Regions from separate parts of the Bactrocera dorsalis genome. Here region 1 is linked to region 2. Evidence: chromatin contacts called from public Hi-C data. All regions are on one chromosome and are shown on one strand. The core of a region is the stretch at or near the end of the contact, and the rest is flanking DNA. Distances in the headings are between cores, read along the strand shown. Region 1 overlaps LOC105231939 (filamin-A). Region 2 holds the start of LOC105231866 (CDP-diacylglycerol--glycerol-3-phosphate 3-phosphatidyltransferase, mitochondrial).

The links. Hi-C and Micro-C count contacts between places; a contact is called where the count stands out from the background.
Region 1: a contact with region 2 is called in a Hi-C map of whole body, with 5 times the contacts expected there. The contact joins the enhancer-like site here to the promoter of LOC105231866 in region 2. A contact is called at or near these places in 2 of 2 Hi-C or Micro-C datasets (both in whole body).

What each region holds. Positions count from the first base shown.
Region 1 is chr2:31,719,771-31,722,978 of ASM2337382v1, reverse strand. It overlaps LOC105231939 (filamin-A), which reads left to right. Exons shown (of 20, transcript XM_049449644.1): 10 at 1-308; 11 at 989-1,793; 12 at 1,864-2,319; 13 at 2,429-2,564. Among protein-coding and RNA genes, the nearest start is that of LOC105231863, 23 kb to the right of the region's middle. Within about 2 kb of position 1,593, the one cell type or tissue checked has open chromatin away from gene starts, as enhancers often do.
Region 2 is chr2:31,673,769-31,676,756 of ASM2337382v1, reverse strand. LOC105231866 (CDP-diacylglycerol--glycerol-3-phosphate 3-phosphatidyltransferase, mitochondrial) reads left to right here and starts at 1,333. Exons shown (of 6, transcript XM_029552657.2): 1 at 1,333-1,470; 2 at 1,552-1,628. The coding sequence starts at 1,599. It overlaps LOC105231867, which reads right to left. Exons shown (of 3, transcript XM_011213358.4): 3 at 1,712-2,988. The coding sequence ends at 2,974. It overlaps LOC105231939 (filamin-A), which reads left to right. Exons shown (of 20, transcript XM_049449644.1): 20 at 1-862. The coding sequence ends at 1.

The DNA of each region.
Region 1 (3,208 bases), core at 344-2,843, 46 kb before region 2:
CGCTTTTGGACCCGGCCTGGAACGTGGTCTGGTAGCACAACCAGCTGAGTTCATAATAGACACACGTGGCGCTGGTCAAGGTGGACTCGGTGTGACCGTAGAGGGTCCCTGTGAGGCTGCAATCAATTGTCGCGATAATGGCGATGGCACATGCAATGTCGCCTATCTACCGACCGAAGCCGGCGACTATACTGTGAACATCACATTCAACGAACGTCACATCAGCGGTTCACCATTCCAGCCGGTCATCATGCCACTGCCGAATCTACAAAACACGCGCGTGAGTGGTATTGGCATACAACCACATGGTAGGATATTGAAATTTACGCAGGCATCGAATTATTTGCGTTCGATGTAGTTCTGATGCTTCGCCGTTACTGTTGTCAGCCAACCCGCAAGCGCATGCGTGACTCAAACAAGTACGATCAGCATAAAGGCCAACGCAATATTGAACTTTCTTTGATTAAAACAAAAACAGCAAACGCCTACAAAATTAACCAAACGCTTTTGTGTGCCACAACAACTGGTCTTCCAAGCCAAACCAGTCTTACTTAACCCAAGCATTTACTGTGTTCGTTCGTTCGTTATTTGCAAACTAATCACAAATCTAACAGTAATTATGAATAATATATTCGATAGCATGTAAGCCCCGCCTGCGTGAGTTCGTAAGCCACCCAGTCATGGGATCTCGAACGCATGGCGATGCTTTGCCTAAACACTTACGAAGCGTATTCGGCAACAGTTTTATATTTGGGTCGTACTGAGCCTTAGTTCGTTTGCTTACAAAGTAACGTGAAAGTTAACAGTTCGGCAAATCAAAAGGAAAGCCGAATTCGTTAGTTTTCACGCAGCTTCGTGCGTAAACGCTGTTACTTTCACTTTTACACTAATCGCATTTAAATGTTCTCTTCTATCATATGTTTTGTGCGTTATTCGGCTCGCTGGCTTTGTAACAATTAACTAACACAACTCCTCTCTCGCTCCACAGGCGTCATTATGAATGCAGCCACGGATTTCATGGTTGACATGAGCAAAGTTGGCAGCGACATCGACTCAACGAAACTCTCCTGCGCCATCTTCGATCCCAAGGGTAATGTACTGCCTAGCAAGATTGTTTCGGGTCCATCCGATGACATTTTCCGCGTCGCCTATACACCCTTCGAGGCTGGTCGTCACACCATTGAGCTGCTCTACGACAACATTCCCGTGCCTGGTTCGCCGTTTGTGGTGCATGTGAAGAGCGGTTGTGATCCGTCACGTTGCAAAGCTTACGGTCCGGGATTGGAGAAAGGTCTGACGAATCAACAAAACAAATTCACGGTAGAAACACGTGGTGCTGGCAATGGCGGTCTATCGTTGGCCATTGAGGGTCCATCCGAAGCGAAAATGACCTGCACCGACAATCGTGACGGTAGCTGCGATGTCGAGTATTTGGCGACAGATCCCGGCGAATACGATATCACTATACGTTTTGCTGACAAGCATATACCCGGCTCACCGTTCCGCGTATTGGTCGAAGAGACTGTAGACCCCAGCAAGGTGAAAGTATACGGACCCGGCATTGAGCATGGCGAGGTGCGCGAAAGTGTGCCAACCTACTTCAACGTAGACGTCAGCGAGGCCGGACCTGGACGCATAGCCGTCAAATTGACCAACTCTGAGGGCATACCTGTGGATAATCTGCGCGTTGAAGATAAGAGCAATGGCATATACGCGGTGCACTATGTGCCGCCCAAACAGGGTTCAGTGCTGACATGCCAAGTGAAGTTCGCCGACGAAGAGGTGCCTTGCAGGTAAGACATAGTATTATAATGCGAAAGTGTTTTGCGGTCTTCACTGAATATTTTACTTTGCATTTCACAGTCCCTTCGTAATGACCGTCTTCCCCAAATCGGAGGCCACTAAAGTGAAAGTTAAGGGCGTCAATGAGAAGAAGAAAACACCTGCATCACTACCAGCCGAATTCGAGATTGACACCAAAACGGCCGGTCAAGATGACATTAATGTCGCGATCAAGAACCCGAAAGGTAAACAATTAGCGCCACGCATGGAAGAAGTCGGCAGCGGTACATATGTTGTGTCTTTCGTGCCCGACGAATGTGGCACCTATCACGTGAGCATCAAATATGGCGATAAAGATATTGAAGGATCGCCATTCAAACTCGAAGCATTCCCCACGGGTGAGGCGAAGAAGTGCAAGCTGGTCGAAGAGGCGCCGAAAATACAAGCGTCGGGCAGCAAGAGTCACCTAACGGTGGATGCGCGCGACGCGGGCGATGGCGCGGTCACATGCAAGATCACCGATCACAAATCCGGACGGTACGTAGTGAGTTGAGGCGTTGTAATATGGGGATGGGGGTGACTGGCATTGGGGTGCAATTGATTATTAGTATTATTTAACTAATTTTTACTACATTTTCATTCACAGTGAAATCGTTGACATCGATGTCTTGGAGAAGGATGGCTTCTTCGACATTTTCTACGCGCTCAAGGATCCCGGTGATTATGATATCAATGTGAAATTCGGCGGCAAGGACATACCCAATGGTAGCTTCGCCATAAAGGTAGTTTAAAACAATTTTCATGCAAAGTTTTCAAATGTGAGGTTATGCTAAGCCAAAGAAAAGTGTTCAAATGGCAAATCCATGTGAAATACTAGTCAAAGCGTATGCGCAGAAAATCTTAAATTAGCAATTATTTTCGAATTAAGCAAAAAACAAAGTTAACAACAATTAAATAAAAAAAAAAACAACATTTCTATTTTTTAATGTGTCATTGTCTTGTCATAAGTGAAAAGTGTCAACTGTTATGTGTTAAGCGTAAGAACCAATTACCGTTAAAGCACAAATACACGCAAACAATTTAAGTAAATGTTTTAAGCAGTTAATTTACTAAGTTAAGCGCCCACCAAGTGAAAAAATTTGCTTAGAAACTTTCAAAGAAAATCTATGCAACAAGCAATACTTTTTTACACTGAAAAAAAAAACAAATGTAGAACTTTGTAAAACTCATGAATATGACATAAATAAATAAAATAAACAAATTTGGTACTCAAGAGCACCACAAAAACAACAAAAAACGATACTCGTAATTAGTTTCAATGAGCATGTGCAGTAGCGTGAAATAAATTACCAGTGATGCGCGCTTTTTCCACACCAAATTTTTGATTTGTTTACACGCTCTTACGCTTTGTTGCTTCAAATATATT
Region 2 (2,988 bases), core at 84-2,583:
GGCTAGATGATCAAAGTGTAAAAGTGCCTTACGAACGGTGCAATTATCATTATTATTATTATGATTTTTTTAATAGAAACATAAAGCAGACGCACAAGTAAAAGTGAAGAACAAAAACAACAACAACATGCAGCGTTAGCGCGCATATATGTATGTATTGTATGTAGCAGTAAAGTCGAAAAGAAATTTATCATTTACCCAACATAAATACATAGCCAAAACACATTATCAGCCGCTGGTAGAAGCGAATGAGTTCGACGAAGTTTGTAGCACAAATTCAAATTTCAAAAAAGAAATCTCATTTCTACAATTTCTGTTTTTTGTTTTGTATTTTCATCGCGCTTTTGTGTTGCCTTTGGAAATTATTTCTATTAAAGCATACATATCTATTTATTAAGTTAACTGGAATCTTCAAAAAGTCTATGTAAATAAAATTCGGACAATTCATTAATTAGACGAATTAAATCATAAAAAATATATATTAAAAAAAATAATAACGAGATATTGCCATTTTTGGATAGCGAATACATTTTGTTGTTCCCAAAAAGAAAATTAAAAATAAAAATAAAGTAAAAAATTTGCTGCTTTGTGAAATTAAACGTAATAATTATAAATGTTACGTAACGTATGTCCTATTTCATTGCTTATTTATAATGAGAGTAATTGTTTTTTAAGATAATGATTTACATAAATGTTCGAGCTGAGTAAATACTTTTTATTATCCATTGAATAATATTATATTATATTATTATTATTATTACTATTATTATGTACGTGTTGTTTTTTATTTTATTTTCAACAAATCATTTGAATTAAAGGAAAATAAACTTGCAAATAATAATAAAAAAATTTAAAAATTTAATTTTGCGTTGATTATTTGTGTACTACACTGTGTGGTATTTCTCCACCTGAAATAATAGGCACTTCCTTAATAAAGAGCGATCCATTTCGAGGTTCCCTACTTTTTTAAAGAAAAAACACAGAAACTTCAAATTTAATGGGGAATGTTTATTATCATTCGAAAGAACATTCTTTGGCATTTATTTTTTGAAGATTATCTCTTTCAAATGTTGGCCGCGGCTACGTCTCAGATGGTCCATCCGTTGAGTCCAATTTTCGATGACTCGGTTTGAGTAAAACAGAGATTCATGCACACATAAGTACATATGTACATGTATGTAAACACAACTTCATAGTTATAGAAAATAATACAATTGTTTCTTGAGTAATTTCACGTACTATTCCAGCATAATATTCCCAGAGTGCATTCTGGTTATTGTGCATTCTCTCTCAAAGAGTGCAATGTTTGCAAAAGTACGCGAACGCTAAATAACAACAAACCGGTAGTCATAAAAACAGCTGATTATTTGTTTACTGCTAAAAAATAGTTGAAATTTGTTTCGTGGCAATTAACTATCCATTAAGGTATTGTGCTTTAAGTGGTAAAACTTAAGCTTAAATGGACTGCAGGTTAGAAAGCCTCATATACTCAGCATAACCATAAATAATCGTTGTCATAAACATAACAATTTTTTTGTTAACCTTCAACAGGTGTAGCTGCAAGCAAGTCGTGGGAAAATTGTCACATTTCTTTAAATATGAAGATGAGACCGCGAAAAGCTTTATGGGTGTGTATTTCGACCACGCTATGAAGAGGTGAGTCGTTATTTTAGAAGATATGCTGAGAGCTAAACTCTTATGTTTTCTATTAAAATATACATATGTAAGTAAGAACTCAATAACAACAGCAGAATGAACAGCGTAATGTTGCTCCCCAATATTGTCTTGAAGTTGTTGTGGCTGTAGGTGCATCGTTTAATTCTGCATCAAATAAAAAAAAAATATTTACCTTTTAGATAAGCAAGAGAGACTACCGCACCCACTTTAAAATAAGATCGTTAAGAAAGGAAGGGCTAAGTTCGTATGTAACCGAACATTTTGTATTCTCGCAATTTGCAAATTTCAAATTCGGAAATATACCTTCATTGTTCAACGAAATCGTGAATTAATTACTATAAAATTCGTAAGCTACTAACTAACATACATACATATATTATAGCTCATAGACTCACTTAGCTTTTTTTGCTATATTTTACTTTCTATCAGCAAAATTACATAAAAATCACCCATAAAAATCCGATTTTATCTATTTTTGGCATTACTGCATACTATTAACAGAGAAAAATATTCTCTGAGTTTCATTAAGATACCATCACCAGTAAAGTCAATCGGATGTTAGAAAATCTTGATATTTGATATATGAGGTGTAAAGGAATGTGGGGGCTAAGGAAAGAATTTACCCGATTTCATTCATTTTTGACGTACAGACATATCATTACTAGTAAAGGATTCTCTTCGAATTCTAATTATATACATTCTGCATTGAACGATATATTCGGTAAAAAGTTAGCATAAGGAGGTAACAAAAAAACTAGTCCTGAGGCGGAAATGTTATAATGGTTTGTAAAATATAAATACTCAAATCCATTAGGTGCCGGGCCATGTCAACTTTTTTAAAAATTTCGTCTTTTCCGTTGCTTCTAGCTACTATGAATCCCCTGCATCAAATTACAGTGTTGTATCTTAATTTTGTGCTTAGTTATAGGACCGTATAAAATTTCACATCTCAATGTTCACTCAAGTATCGCTTGCACGGGCAGACGAACGTACAGACAATCACTCTGAATTCTACTCGTCTTATCTTTCTTTAGCTATCGCGACTAGTTTTAGATGATACAAACATATTTGTCCAAGATAACCCGAAAGTTTGTATCGAATGCACTTTCGATAGTCAAATTGGTTGGTTTTTTGTAGCGTTTGTCGAACTCAATATTCAATATTCTTAATATGTCTTTGTATGAAGAAATAAAACACTTAACACATTTTTTACGAACCATTCAATTCAATACACATAGTTTATTTAAAAGACTAAATTAAGGTTAATATAACATGTGGTAAAATGAATTTATGAATTTACAATGTAGTGCT